Regions from separate parts of the Mus musculus genome. Here all the other regions are linked to region 3. Evidence: chromatin contacts called from public HiChIP or PLAC-seq and promoter capture Hi-C data. All regions are on one chromosome and are shown on one strand. Each heading gives the region's core, a stretch centred on a gene start, on an enhancer-like site or on the middle of the called end of the contact. The rest is flanking DNA. Distances are from core to core; before and after follow the strand shown. Region 1 holds the start of Cks1b (CDC28 protein kinase 1b). Region 2 overlaps Dcst2 (DC-STAMP domain containing 2). Region 3 holds the start of Adar (adenosine deaminase, RNA-specific).

The links. Promoter capture Hi-C pulls out the DNA fragments that hold promoters and counts their contacts. HiChIP or PLAC-seq counts read pairs in DNA pulled down with a chosen protein or histone mark.
Region 1: a promoter capture Hi-C map of pre-B cells shows a contact between it and region 3, with 2.7 times the contacts expected there. The contact joins the promoter of Cks1b here to the promoter of Adar in region 3. A contact is called at or near these places in 16 of 39 promoter capture datasets (the 3T3-L1 cell line, 3T3-L1-derived adipocytes, the C10 cell line and 11 more), 1 of 484 Hi-C or Micro-C datasets (muscle stem cells), 14 of 115 datasets of contacts at active chromatin or transcription factors (the 230-238 cell line, PVALB interneurons, the SCID.adh cell line and 11 more) and 4 of 9 other capture datasets (adipose tissue, liver, macrophages and 1 more).
Region 2: a contact with region 3 is called in an H3K4me3 HiChIP or PLAC-seq map of embryonic basal ganglia, with 4 times the contacts expected there. The contact joins the enhancer-like site here to the promoter of Adar in region 3. A contact is called at or near these places in 1 of 484 Hi-C or Micro-C datasets (the G1E-ER4 cell line), 9 of 115 datasets of contacts at active chromatin or transcription factors (craniofacial prominence, embryonic basal ganglia, embryonic forebrain and 6 more) and 3 of 9 other capture datasets (adipose tissue, liver and pancreatic islet).

Annotation. Positions count from the first base shown.
Region 1 is chr3:89,415,107-89,419,782 of GRCm38.p6, reverse strand. It overlaps Cks1b (CDC28 protein kinase 1b), which reads left to right and starts at 1,492. Exons shown (of 3, transcript NM_016904.1): 1 at 1,492-1,628; 2 at 3,382-3,509; 3 at 3,820-4,311. The coding sequence starts at 1,570. The coding sequence ends at 3,872. It also overlaps a transcript of Shc1 not described here.
Region 2 is chr3:89,376,375-89,381,169 of GRCm38.p6, reverse strand. It overlaps Dcst2 (DC-STAMP domain containing 2), which reads right to left. Exons shown (of 15, transcript NM_001370853.1): 15 at 3,527-3,740. The coding sequence ends at 3,719. It overlaps Zbtb7b (zinc finger and BTB domain containing 7B), which reads left to right. Exons shown (of 3, transcript NM_009565.5): 2 at 1-826; 3 at 1,176-3,526. The coding sequence ends at 1,644. Among named protein-coding and RNA genes, the nearest start is that of Gm15417, 13 kb to the left of the region's middle. Within about 2 kb of position 2,594, at least 281 of the 459 cell types and tissues checked have an H3K27ac peak or open chromatin away from gene starts, as enhancers often do. A contact at or near this core is called in the G1E-ER4 cell line, adipose tissue, embryonic basal ganglia and 5 more, where this site is marked.
Region 3 is chr3:89,728,990-89,733,442 of GRCm38.p6, reverse strand. It overlaps Adar (adenosine deaminase, RNA-specific), which reads right to left and starts at 2,725. Exons shown (of 15, transcript NM_001146296.1): 1 at 2,605-2,725. The coding sequence starts at 2,632.

The sequences.
Region 1 (4,676 bases), core at 243-2,742, 310 kb after region 3:
GGAGGAAGCTGGAGGGGCAGGAAATAGCAGGAAATGGCGAAAGCCTCAGGAATGTTTCCAGCAGGGAAGGTTAGGCAAGTGGGGCCAGGATGAATGCCAAACTAGAATATCTGGATAGGGGGAGGGGTCTTGTAAAAACAGCGGAAAGGACGAGAACCTCTACTCCTGTCTCCAAAACAGTTTTTCTTTTGACAGCAGGAAAACTTTGACTCCCGTTAGGCTCACACAAACCAATGCTTAGTCCAATCCAGGCATGGGAAGGTGCCATCTATGGCTGTCTTTGGGATGGGGTCTCAAAGGAGTCAAGAGTCTCCTTTCCTTCATCCACTCTCCAGCTGTAAACGAAATTCAGTCCCTTCGACTTAATTCACTCTCGAAGGTTACGGGGGTGGGCGAAGAGGGGAGAGGGGCGACGCTGCTAATAAGCTCACTCCTTACAACCACAAATTTCAACCCCCCACCTTATGGAGCACCAGAGCTCAGGAGAATTAAGCCCAAAGCTTAAAACAAGGAGAGGGATATAGAAGCGGATGAAACGTCAGGCATTTAAGACCTGGGTTTTGCGGCACTGACCCAAGCCCAAGAGGAAGGAGAATCCTGAGGGGACAAGGTCCCTAAACAGGGAGTACGGCACATTCCCAGGATCGGACGTGGACAGTGGAAGGGGCGGGTCCCAAAGGGGCGGGGTCCCAAAGAGGCGTCACTTCTACAAAGTCACATCGGTCTTTCAAAAGCACGGTTTTCCCTCTTTTGGAAGCCAGGCAATGGATAGACTGGGTTCAACCGAGAATCCTGAAGAGGCAGACTCAGAGAGAGAACAAGGAAGACTAATCATATGGTGCTGGGAAACACGTCTGGGGGTGCGATTCCCAGGAAAGTAAGACCACAGGGTGTGGTCGCGATCATAAGAGACAAGTCGGGGTTCAGGGAGCCCCTTGAAGTAGGAAGGTGGGACTTCCGGAGAGGGGTCTCGGGGGCGGGACTTATACAGCAAGACCGGAAGTAGGGTCCTGGGAGAGGGGTTCCGGGGTGGAAGAGGAGTTGGTCGCCACAGAAAGAAAGTCTAGACTTACCAGGGTCTCATGGAGTCTCCGCACCGCACCGCGGGCCGATCTGGTTCCGGATCACGCAACTGTCTGCTTAAGTCACCGCCCCAACTTTCACCCCAGCCTGGGCCTCCCCAGACAAACTTTATTACACTCACTTCCGGCCTCACTAACCCCTGACCCCCTACCTCGCTGTCCCTCCTTTACCCGTCTGCTTTCCAAAGTTGGCCAATGGCTGCGCCAGCAGGCTCAAGGGGCGCAGTGAGAGCCAATGAGAATCCTAGTTTGACCCAGCTCATTCTTCAGAAACCTGAGCACAGCACTCCATTTACGACTTGAAGAGACGCCAAAGCAAGCCAATCGAGGACTTCAAAATGGAGCTGTCCCGCCTTCGGCCGCAGAGACCAATAGGAAGTGCGGGCGGTGTGTTTGAAAGCGAGGCCAAAGAGGGTGGGAGCGCGTGCTGCTGGGAGTTGTCTGGAGGCCTGCGGCGCGGGGCTGAGCGCCCTCGGACAGAGCAATCATGTCCCACAAACAAATCTACTATTCGGACAAATACGACGACGAGGAGTTCGAATACCGGTTAGTGCCGGCGCGGGGACTACAGACAAAAGAGAGCACGCGAGGAGTTAGTTACCTAGGCCGGAGTGGGAGGCGGGGGATGGGGGCGGGGGACAGTGTAGAACGGGCGCGTGCGCAAGGAATTACCGGGGAGTGGGGTGGGGGTGGGATTGGGTACAGCAGCAAAGCACATGCGCAAAAGGTGGACGGAGGATGTAAAACAATGAAAGGGAACTTAGAGTTGGCCGGCTGTTAAATTGAAGCGTCTTGTAGCTCTGATCAGTTTTACCTCTGGGAATTCACATCACTAAAGCAACTTTGTTGTGGCGATTTCCCTAATAGGAACTGCTCGCGTTACTGAAATCTCAAAGTCTGCTGGGAGAAAGAAGGTAGCCCGTGCAGAACTGAAAGTTTCATGCTCTTGATGAAAGGACGGTTCTAAGAGAGCCTCAGTGTTGGTGGTTTTTAGTTTATAAAAAAGATGAGTAGTTGTCAGCCTTGTTTTAGATAGGCTTTTACAGGACTTGGAGTGGCATGAAGACTGTGGCCGTGGGTAGATACCTTTCAAATACTTGATCATTCATGGCGCGCATAGAGGTTTCAAGTGTTTTCTGTTAAGGTGCAAGATAAGCTGGTACGGTAGCTCACATCTTTAATCTCAGCATTCTGGAAGCTGAGGCTGCAGGATTGTCATAGGGTCCAGCCCAGATCACACTACAGATGGAACCTTGTCTCAAGTGTAAAGTACTCAGCTGTTTTCCACGTCTGTAACAATGTTACACTTACAGCATTTGCATGGCTGGAGAAATGAGTGGCTTCATCTCTGGGAAGCTGTAACTCCAGCTTAGCCTTGGCATTTTTGTTTAAAGGAGGGGTTTGTTTGGGTTTCTTTTTTTTTTTTCTTTTTTTTCTTTTTTTTCTTTTTTTTTTTTTTTTTTTGGTTCTGTGTATCGAAGTCACAGTTAGAATGGAAGCTCTTTTCTGACATTTGGACAACAATGGGGTGGGGCTCTTGTTATTATCACAAAGGAAGAAGCATTTAGTACATCTTCACTGAGCATGATAAAGTAAATCTACTTGGGGTAGCCTGAGTCAAGTCAGGTAATTTTTTGCCATAAACTTATGTTTGGGAAAGCTTGGGATTTTCCAAGTATCATAGCACATCCCTTAGAAGTATGAACATTTGCATGTTTGTCTTCATACCTGTTCCGTAAAAGGCCTTTCCACACAGTCCTAGAGTAGGTAACCAGCTAGAGGCCTGTGAGGCCTGTGATCAAAGGAGAAACAAATATCGTCAGTATCTCATACCCAGGAGTCACACATCAAATTGCTCATTTGTGGTTTTAATAACTCTTATGAAAGTGGTGAAAACCCATGGTGTTTTTATTTTGGTTTTGCTTTCTTTCTTGTTTTTGTTTGTTGTTGTTTCGTTGTGGTTGTGGTTGTTTGGTTTTGTGTTTTTGAGACAGGGTTCATCTGCTGCTGTGGTTGTCCTGGAACTTGCCCTGTAGACCAGGCTGGCCTCAACTGAGACCCACCTGCCTCTGCCTCCTGAGTGCGGGGATTAAAGGAGTGCCCACACTGGGCTAGTTACTTATTTTCACAGATTCTCTGTAGCGCAGGATAGCCTGAAACTCCCGGTCATGCTGCCATATCCCCGAGTGCCAGAATCATGGCACGTGTGCCACACTCCGCTCTCAGTATGTAGGTCAGTGTCTGGCAGACTGACAGCTCTGACACAGTCCTCACTCACATCCCCATGTTTCTGTTACAGGCATGTCATGTTGCCCAAGGACATAGCCAAGCTGGTCCCGAAAACCCATCTGATGTCTGAATCTGAATGGAGGAACCTCGGCGTTCAGCAGAGTCAGGGATGGGTCCACTATATGATCCATGAACCAGGTCAGTGAAATGTAGGGAGATTACAGAGCAGAGCAGTAGAGGGAGGAGGGCGTCAGTCATTGGAGGGGACTCTTTTTAAAGCCACATATATCCTGGTGATGGCCCCTGCAAATCACTGGATCTGTTCCAGATAAGCAAAGACAGTTAATTCTATTGTAACACTTCTGTGCGTGGCAGAAAGGGCAGGCTCTCGGGCTGTGTGCACCTGCATGCTGTGAAGAGTCCGTAGCACTGCACTGCGCAGTAGCATGCACTGTCGACTGCTCAGAATGCTGGGAGTTTCTTTCTTAGATTTCACTGTTTCTTCCAGAACCTCACATCTTACTGTTCCGACGGCCACTGCCCAAGAAGCCAAAGAAATGAAGCCGGCGAACCGCCTTCCGGCCTCGAGCGGTCCACAGCTGTCCTCACTCCCTGCCATCTTTCTGATCGCGTGACCATGTTGCTTTCTTATTTCTCACTTTGATATGTAAAGGATACACTGTTTGAATGTGCTGGTACCTGCTTTGCTTCTGGAGTTGAGCCACCAGTGCCACAGCCCTGTCAGATGAGTGTGACCTCAAAGCCCTCGTGTGCGCGGGACCCAGCAGGCCATATTAGTCATTTGGCAGAAGCATGTGAAATCTAGATCATGGCTGTTACAAGGATGGTGTGAATTTGCTGACGTGTTTTTTACTATTGGGTATTGTATTTATGATGACTTATGGATTTATGTTTCAATGTATTGGAAATTTTGCATTTTATCTGACAGATCTCTTCCATGTTACAAGCCTTGATTAAAGGAAGTTTTTTATAATCTTAACGCTGTGGTTATAAGACTGTCCCATCCTGTACCCTCACTCCTTCATTTCCTCTGAGCCATCTCCTCTCCTGCACCCAAGTGATACACGATGGAATCATTCTGACTCTATACCCTTCAGGTGGATAATGGAAACTTGGCTCATTGCAGGAAAGAGGTTTAGTTGAATGTTGCAATAACTAATTTATAATGTTCTAATTGGACTCACTGTAAAAGCATTCACTGAAATGTATTTCACAGATTATTAGCCTAAGATAATGATTTTATTGGTACAGCCTTGTCCCATCAAAGCAGATGAACCGATTTACATAGTCCAGTCGTATTGTCGTTTATGCAGTCCCAACATGTGAACACCTGAAGAGCATGCA
Region 2 (4,795 bases), core at 1,345-3,844, 350 kb after region 3:
GCAGCGCCAATATGCCGGCTGTACTCCAAGCTGCTCGGCTACTGGAAATCCCGTGTGTCATCGCTGCTTGCATGGAGATTCTACAAGGCAGTGGGCTGGAAGCCCCCAGCCCCGATGAGGATGACTGTGAGCGAGCCCGACAGTACCTGGAGGCTTTTGCCACTGCCACCACCACAGCCTCAACCTCAGGAATGCCCAACGGTGAAGACAGCCCTCCACAGGTGCCCCTCCTACCGCCGCCGCCACCGCCACCTCGACCTGTTGCCCGTCGCAGCCGCAAACCCCGGAAAGCTTTTCTTCAAACCAAAGGGGCCCGAGCAAACCATCTGGTCCCTGAGGCACCCACAGTACTCACCCATCCCTTGACCTACGAAGAAGAAGAGATGGTTGGTAGATTGGGTAACAGTGGGGGCAGTGGGCTCGGAGATAGCTATAGTCCTCCTACAGGTGCCGCCTCACCTGCCGAGGGGCCCCTGAACTATGAAGTCTTTGAAGGTGAGGAAGAAGAGGAGGAGATGGCATACCCCCCAGGCTACGGGCTAGCCCAGAGTAATGAGCCCTCGCTATCACCAGAGGAGCTGGGCTCAGATGAAGATCCCATCGACCCCGACCTGATGGCTTACCTAAGTTCGCTGCACCAGGACGCCCTGACACCAGGCCTGGATGGCCAAGACAAGCTGGTGCGTAAACGCCGTTCACAGATGCCCCAAGAGTGCCCAGTCTGTCACAAGATAATCCACGGGGCAGGCAAACTGCCTCGGCACATGAGGACCCACACTGGTGAGAAGCCCTTTGCCTGTGAGGTCTGCGGCGTCCGCTTCACCAGGTGAGCACCAGGTGGGGACAGCCCAGAATGGGCTGAGGGTGGCTGTACAATGATTGGTGTGGGGGCCAGCTCTCTGGTGGGTTCCTAGAATGAGGTGGGAGGCCAAAAGAGGCAAACAAGGGCATGCTCGGGAGTGGGCTAGTTCCCAAGAAGATTGAACTGGAAGCAGAGGAGCTCATAGTGCCAGGGCCCATTGAGCTAAGGGCTAATCAAAAAGGGTCTCCTGGGGCAGCAATGGGGAAACCGCAGTGAGGAACAAGGGTGGGTCAAGGCCCGGGGGCGTGGCTAAAATGCCCTGGGGATCCTATCCTGAATCCTGAGTGTCTGCCCTTTCCCCTGCTCGTACTAGGAATGACAAGCTGAAGATCCACATGCGGAAGCACACAGGAGAACGCCCCTACTCGTGCCCCCACTGCCCAGCCCGCTTCCTGCATAGCTACGACCTCAAGAACCACATGCACCTGCACACCGGGGACCGGCCCTATGAGTGCCACCTGTGCCACAAGGCCTTCGCCAAGGAGGACCACCTGCAGCGCCATCTCAAGGGTCAGAACTGCCTGGAGGTGCGCACCCGAAGGCGCCGCAAGGATGACGTGGCAGCCCCTCACTACCCACCGCCCTCGACCACCACCTCATCCCCTGCTGGCCTCGACCTTTCCAATGGCCACCTGGACACCTTCCACCTCTCTCTGGCTCGATTCTGGGAGCAGTCGGCCACCACGGGACCCCCAGTCACTACACAAGGGCCCCCTGAGGAGGAGGAAGAGGAAGGGACACCCACCACACCACAGGCCGAAGGTGCCATGGAGTCCTCTTAAAAGAGGGATGAATGGGCAGGCTGGAACAGCCTGGGACACCACGCCAAGCAACGGGGAGCACATAAAACAAGTGGTATCGGGGTCGGGGGTGCTGAACCTTGTTGGTATCAGAATCGAACGCCTCTTCCCCCCAGAGCCTTCATTCCAATTACAAGCTGAGGTTTTGGGGCACAAGCTCTCTAGATTGGGGTGATCACCCAAGGAGTTAAACATGAAATATATGTCTGTTTGTCTGTCTGTGTGTGTATATATATATGTGTGTGTGTGTGCACGCGCGTGTGTGTGTTACACACACTCTCTGCACACACACACATATATATACACACACAATAAAGGTGGGTCCCTGTCCCCAGCCACTACTGGGGAATTGAAGCAATAATCTATCTCTGATTTGTGGGGTCCCACTTCGGCTATGCGGGTTTCTAGGAGGCTGGGGCTTAGGACCAAATCCTTGCTCTACTCCCATGCCCCCTGGGTTTTGGCTGTGAAGGGGTGGACTGCCCCTCCCTTCCGAGACCCCTCCTTCCTGGTTTCTGTTCCTTTTTCCTGGCCGTAAATTATGCAAAGGGGGGTGGCAAAGGAAGGGTAAGAGGGGGGAAACAAGGTAGAGGCTTGAAAGACTGGGGTGGCGGCGGTGGGGACTGGGCCTGTAAGGACGGAGCCATCCCAGTCCCCCTCCACCCAGTTCCAACGCTGAGTCATGGGGTCCTGGAGAAGAGGAGGGCAGGGTGGCCTGATTGGCTCGCCCGCCCCTGGGGGTAGCAGAAGGTCTCCGCCCAGCTAAGGGAGCTCTCCACCTCTTCCCTCCCGCGTCCCGGGGCAGGGAATGTCTTGTTCCTGGCGCTCCCTCCCTGGGGCCAGAGGGCAGGGCGGGCCGGGCGTCTTACCCTCTTCTCCTCCCTACCTCCCCGCCCAGGTGCAAGCGGGAGCCGCCTCTGCTGCTTGCTGCCCCTGACTCACGCCGCCCCCGGGCTGGCGGGCGCTGGGTGTGGGATGGGGTGAGGGGTTGAGGTAGCCTTGTAGGGAGCGGACAAGCTAGCGCCATCTGGTGGCCATGCCCTGTAAGGGCGAGCGCTACCCCCCAACCCCACCCCCCAGCGACCACTTTTCATGAGCTAGGGTCACACCCAGCCATCTAGGCCTGTGAACGGGTGCCCCCTTGCCAACATGGTGGCTAGGCAAGGCAACTCACTTGCCCCTGGGAAAAGTGAGCTGCGGAGCAGACCCAGAGGTAAGGGAACCTTTCCTCAGACCTTGCCTGGCACTCTTAGGACTGAGTCCACCCCCGTTCTGTACATAGCCTCTTCTGATGGTCTTGTTGAAATCCAATTTCACATTTTTAACTATCAGTTTTCCTGGGGTGGGGAAGAGTCTTCACCCCACCCCTTCCTCGCTGGGTGCTGGACCCCCATTGCGGCCTGGGCTCTGCCTTGCACTATTTACCCCTTTGGCCTAGTGGCCCTTCCCCCTCCTGGAAAGGGGCAGGTTCAGGGGCCCGGTGCTCTCCTCTCCCCATGCACCTCCATGCCCATTTGCACAGCTGCCCAGGTACCCCCAACAGTGGGGAAGGGCCACACAGGGAGGGGTGGCGGGACCAGTCCCTGTATCTATTTAAAAAGTGATGATGTAATATATTAGGAGGGAGGTCAGGTACCCTGGGCCTCATCTTAGCATTTCAGGTGATAGGGGAGCCCAGGGCTGGAGAAACCTGGGGCTTAGTCCCAGAGAGTGGAGACAGTGGCCTCCACTCTCTCTCCTTGTGGCTTCCCCACTCAGTGCCTTAGTGGGGGAACGCATTCCCCTCCCCCATTCCCTTCATCTACCCCTGCCCCTGCCTCGGGTGTAAGTGACAGGAAGAAATAATAATAATTTAAGATTCATATTTGTGTCCACTTTTGGTTCCTTTATTGGGGGAGGGGGGCGGCAGTGGGAGGGGTCGGGAGGGTCTGAGGCTGGGGAGGGGTCTTGTTTGGGGACAGGGATTTCCGAAGTGGTGCCTGGGGTTCTGGGAGAAAGGGGAGGCCCACAAAGCCAGATGAGCTTCTGGGAGATGCTGTGGACGCTTCCTCTGAAGTCACTGCTTTCTGTCCTGGTTCCTGGGAGGAGAGGAAGGACCAGTAAACTCAAAGTCACTGGTGGGTAACCTCTGCCACCGTCCCAGCTCGGGCCCTAACTGCCGCCCTTCTGGCATCCATCCCAGTTCTTCCTTTCCTCTCTTCTTTGTTTTTATAACTCTGTCTCTGTTTTGTTGAGACGGGGTTTCTCTGTGTAGCCCTGTCCCTGTAGACCAGACTGGTCTCAAACTCACAGATCCGCCTGCCTCTGCCTCCCAAGTGCTGGGATTAAAGGCGTGCACTACCACCTAGTGCTCTGAGGACCTGGCAACTGGAATACCTCTCTCCAACCCAGCCAGGGTATCAGCAAATTGCCCCGACTGCTCAAAGGCGATTGTCTCTGTTCCCGAAATTACTCATCCGTTCTTCTCTCCTACCGACCCAGAAAAAGACTTCAACTCTCAAACTCGTGGCTACCATATTTACAAGAGGAAAACAATGGGATCAGCCTTCCAAAAGCTGAGAGAGGACAGTCACTATACATTTCAAACCAACCTGGCCTACAATATTGAGGCCCTGTCACCAAAGGCAAAAAAAAAAAAAAAAACCTCCTCTGACTAAGAACAAAGGCTTCACTATCACCTGCCCCTTAACTCTACCTGGAAGTCCCTCAGCCTCCCAGGGCCAGTTTCTTTGCACTCTTCCTCACAGCAGACATTTCATTCTCTACCACCCACTCTGAAAACTATGTCACTCCCAGACACCTCTCGGGTCTCAGCAGGTGTCCTTGCCTCCTACTCCCTAGAGAAATTGAGGCTGGAGCAGTCTGCAGTCTGTTTAGAAGGGTCTCCACTCTTCAGTCTCAGAGCAGCCCCTCTGGCTACCTCATGCACCATTGCCTGGCCCAGCTCTTCCTCTGGTACCTTAGTCCAGGGCTGGAGGTTGAGCTTGTGCTCTCACAAGCACTCTGCTACTACACTGCATTCATAGACTTCAATGCTCTTTTCCATCTCCTAAATGTACTGGGATGCAGAAACACCTGTTGGTGCCGTGTACCTTGTATGTGAAGCCAATTCTTTATCATCAGGCTTCCTTTT
Region 3 (4,453 bases), core at 1,476-3,975:
TGACGTGCCTCACAGCCTTCCTGACTCTCCTGAAGGCTACAAGAGCTGGGCCACCGCCTTCTGTTTCCCATCAGTCATGACTGGGAATCTTACTGTCCTAATCACTTTTGTGGTACCTAACCCTGGGCTCCTCAATTCCCATGTGACCACAATCTTCACCTTTCAGCTACATGATGTCTTTGTCTAGTGACCCTACCTATATCACTATTATATAACATGTTTGTATCCATCAAACCCTGAAACTCTTTTCTGGTAGGTGGAGAGCATTTTCTAGTAGTGGCTAGATAACGATGGGCAGCATATTCAGAACCAAAGCCCATACAGACAAGACCATCCCTGGTCTTCTTTCTGCGCCCATCCCACAGGGCTTGGGACAGAGGTGTCATGGTGCTTGACATGAGTAGCCCAATCACATAGCTCAACAATGGGGGCTGTAGGAGATCCAATTAGTTTTTTGAGTGAACTTAGAAAGAAGACATTTTCATTTCAAGGTTAAAGTCAGTTTCTAGATAAATTACTTTTCTTACACTTATTTTATTTTTATGTGTATAGGTGCTTTGCCTGCATTTATGTCTGTCCACCACATGTGTGTCTGGTGTCCACAGAAGGCAGAGACCCTACCTCCCCCCAGAACTGGACAATGTGACACAATAGTAGCCACTGTTCTTATCTGCTGAGCCATCTCTCCAGCCCTAACTACATTCTTGATTTAAATGGCTATTTTCAGACAAAATCTGGGAAATATATGTGCGTAGCTACAAAGTAGTTGAATAAGTTATAACAGCCTCACACTGTGGAACATTAGTCACAATTTCTGAACATCTGTGTTGGATACATTTGCATTTTTACTACAAAAAATTTGTATATGTGAAAAGTGTAAATGGTAGAGTACATGTAAGTTAAGCTTTCTTCTGTTGAAAAGAAAAAACCTGGTTTGGGGGGGGGGGGAAGAGAAGGGAGAGAGAGAGAGAGAGAGAGAGAGAGAGAGAGAGTGAGTTCATATATGCACAAACACTAGAATAGGCACAGAAGAAATGAAACTAAGGAATTTACTCAGTTATTTCGGGGAGGTAGGACCAGAGAAGGAAACAGAACATGTAGTGCTATCTCTGACGTGGCTCACAGCCTTCCTGACTCGCCTGAAGGCTACAGGAGCTGGGCCACAGCCTTCTGTCGTGACTGGCAATCTTACCATCCTAACATATAATATCAAACATGGCTCTTCAAACACCATTCTAATCCTGCCTTCCATCTCTAGGACCAACAGATAAGTCCTTTGTCTTTACCATCTATGATCCATAGGTGCATACTGTAGTATATGTAAAAAGTGCTTTCCTTCAAGTCAGATGCCTGCAATATTTTGAGGGAAGGTAGACACACACACACACACACACACACACACACACACACCATTAAGAGCTGGGGAGATGACTCAGTGAGTAAAGCGTTTGCCACACAATCTTAAGGACCTGAATCTGAATCTCCAGAACCCAAGAAAAACAAAACAAAACACAGTGTGGTATAAAAATCAGTAATTGTGAGACACTTGAGGGTATAGGGGACCAAGAAGAAAAATTCCTGGAAGCCTGAGGGCCCAGTTCCGAGGCTGTCCTTTGTCGTAGAAAGAAGTACAAGTGTGCCTGTACATCTGCAACATTAAAAGTTGGTTGTTGGAGTAGGGTTTTTTTGGTTTGTGTTTTTGAGGCCATCTACACAGCTTTGGCTGGCCTGGGACTCAGAAATACCTGCCTCTGCCTCATGAGTACCATCATACCCCCCAAATTACAACACACACACACACACACACACACACACACAGTAGTAGAGCATTTGCTTATCAAGTGTGAGGCTATTGGTACATCCCATATAGCTTTTTAAAATTTTGAAGGATAAACCTGGGTGGGACATGCCTGCAATTCCAGCTCTAGGGAGAAAAGACTGGTGGCTTGCTCAAGGGCAATCAAGGCAACACAAGACAAGTAGAAACTGCCTCAAAAGCAAACAAACCAGCATGGTCAAACCAAGGCAAGGAACAGTCCTAATCCCACCACAGGGTCAGTTTCCATCCCCGCTGCTTTCCAGAATGACAGATCCAGTGCTGTGCACAGCATGAATCCTCGGAATCTGGGTTTTTCTGTTCAGAACGTTGCAGCTGGGGCTCATGTACGACATCACAAGTTCATTTTAGTGCTAAGTAGAATTCCACGAAGCTTACCCAGTGCGCTACAGAAAGACACCCTTCTTGGCCATAAAGCAAAAGACTTCCCCCTGCTGGTTAGTTGAGATAATTTAAATTTCTCAGGAAGTTGAAAAAGCAAAGAGGATCATGAGAAAAGTTGCTCATGTTGGGCTATAGCGGCTCAGCAAGGCATCAGGGGTCTTAGCAGAAAGAGAAGGGGTGTCTGCCCCGGCCTGGGTCCTTGTCTGGCTTAGACGCTGGTCTATCTTCTGACCAGCCTCCTTCCTGAGACTGCTCAAAGCTACAAGAACTAACTGAACAGAAATCCCCAGAAGGGCTGGCAGTTCGGCTTGAGAAGGAGAACGTGACCCTCGTAATTCACACTACGCGAGCCAGATATGAGGGTGCAGACCCCGCGGGCTTACCTGTGGGTCCCCTGAACCCTTGAGACATAGTGCCGGCAAGGCCCGCACCTGTGGCCGTAAGATGGCTGGCTCCCCAGAGTTCACTTTCGTTTCCTTGAAAAGGCTTCCCCGCCCAACTGTTGGGCCAAGAGGAGGGAGGGGTTTGCTCCCGGTAGCCGAGCAGCAGCATCCTGCCCACCATAAGGGCTGGGCCGCCGTAGTCCACGCCCACCGCCTTCCTCACCACTCCACCTCCACTAGCAGGGCACTATATACGTTCTCTGAGAGCTTGGGAGCTATTTACTTCACTGACAAGCTTATTTTTGTTCACGGTATTTTGGAAAGCTTCACTCAACAGCGCCCTCTCCGCCCTGTGAGGAAGTTCCTTTTCCGTGTTTAATCCCTACTGCTTGCGAGATTTACAAGTCTGTCCACTCCTAGAGTGACCATTGGCCAATGCCCTGTCCCCACTAGCCTGTCCTTCATTCCCCCTGTTGGCTGCTCCAAACTTCCTATCTTTTTGTAGATAAAATTCTTTACCTTCACGTATTCTGTTCTTTAGCCTAGAATGTTCCTCCCCCTTTCCTTGTTTTGTTTTTGAGACTTCAGAGGAATTCCACTTCCATATCCCTGGGTACCTGATGCGTTTGTACCAGTGTCAGCACCCAGCACATGGTGCAAGTAGGCCAGCATATGGCAGTCTGGGCATCTAGTGTATGCTACAACGTCAGCACCCAGCAGCACACACAGTGTAAGTAGAAGCCCCAGCATGTAGCAGTCTGGGCAAGATGGATGGCTCAAAAGTCACTCCCAATCATGTCCTCCCTGTTTGGTATAGCTGCCTGCCTTCAGTGCTCCCGGGGGCACTCCAGTGGGCAGGGCTGTTCTCGCCTATATCCCCTGCACAGTGAGTCCCAGACAGTCATAGGTGAGTGGATAATAGTGCACTCTAAGTAAAACAATTTGCGGAACAGAAACTTGGGGGGGGGGGGATAAAAAATGGCAATCAACACAGGAAAAGAGCTCAATCTTGTGCCATCAGGGAAACTCAGGAAAGGTCACAGTGAGTAGGTGTTCTTGTCCACTCACCAGTGTGGCACCATTAACTAGCACATAGGAGGACCAAGAAGGAGCAACCCCAGTCACTGCAGGAAGTCATTACTTAGAAACACACCCCATGGTTTAACCATTATATGCATTTAGCAGGATAAGCTACACAACACTGAAAGCAATCAAACTAAAATAAGCAGATGTTCCCACCTTAGGATATTACACAGCAATTGAAGTAAAAACCACAGCCAAATGCAGCAGATGGGAAACAATGTAACAATACTGAAAGAAGACCTCCTGTCCCAAACCAAGCAAAACCAAGGTCAATCATGTATTGCACAAGACAGGTTCAAGTCCAAGGCATTCTAAATGGAAGGAATGTTCTGGGGGCTAATGATCCACTGAGGACCCGCAGACAGTCTCATTCCTAAACTTTGTCTCGCTCCCTTGATAACTGTCCTAACTCTCCCAGCCTCACTAGGTGGCACCTCCACTGCAACCTGGGGCTGTTTACCTTTTCCAGGTTTTCCCCTCAACTGGAGGGCCTTGGGAACAAACAGGTGACAGTCCTGTCACAAGCAGCTTACTTCCCTAGGAGCTTGGGAGCCTCCTGCCAGGTTCCAATTCAGAGGGCTACTCCTTAGTCACCACCCAAATAACTAACTCAGTTGTGTCTAAAATAAGGTATCACAACCTCCCCCTTGGCGCTTGCAGGCCAGGAAGATTTATTTATTTTATGTATAGGAATACACTGTAGCTATCTTCAGACACCCCAGAAGAGGGCACCAGATTCCATTACAGATGTTGTGAGCCACCATGT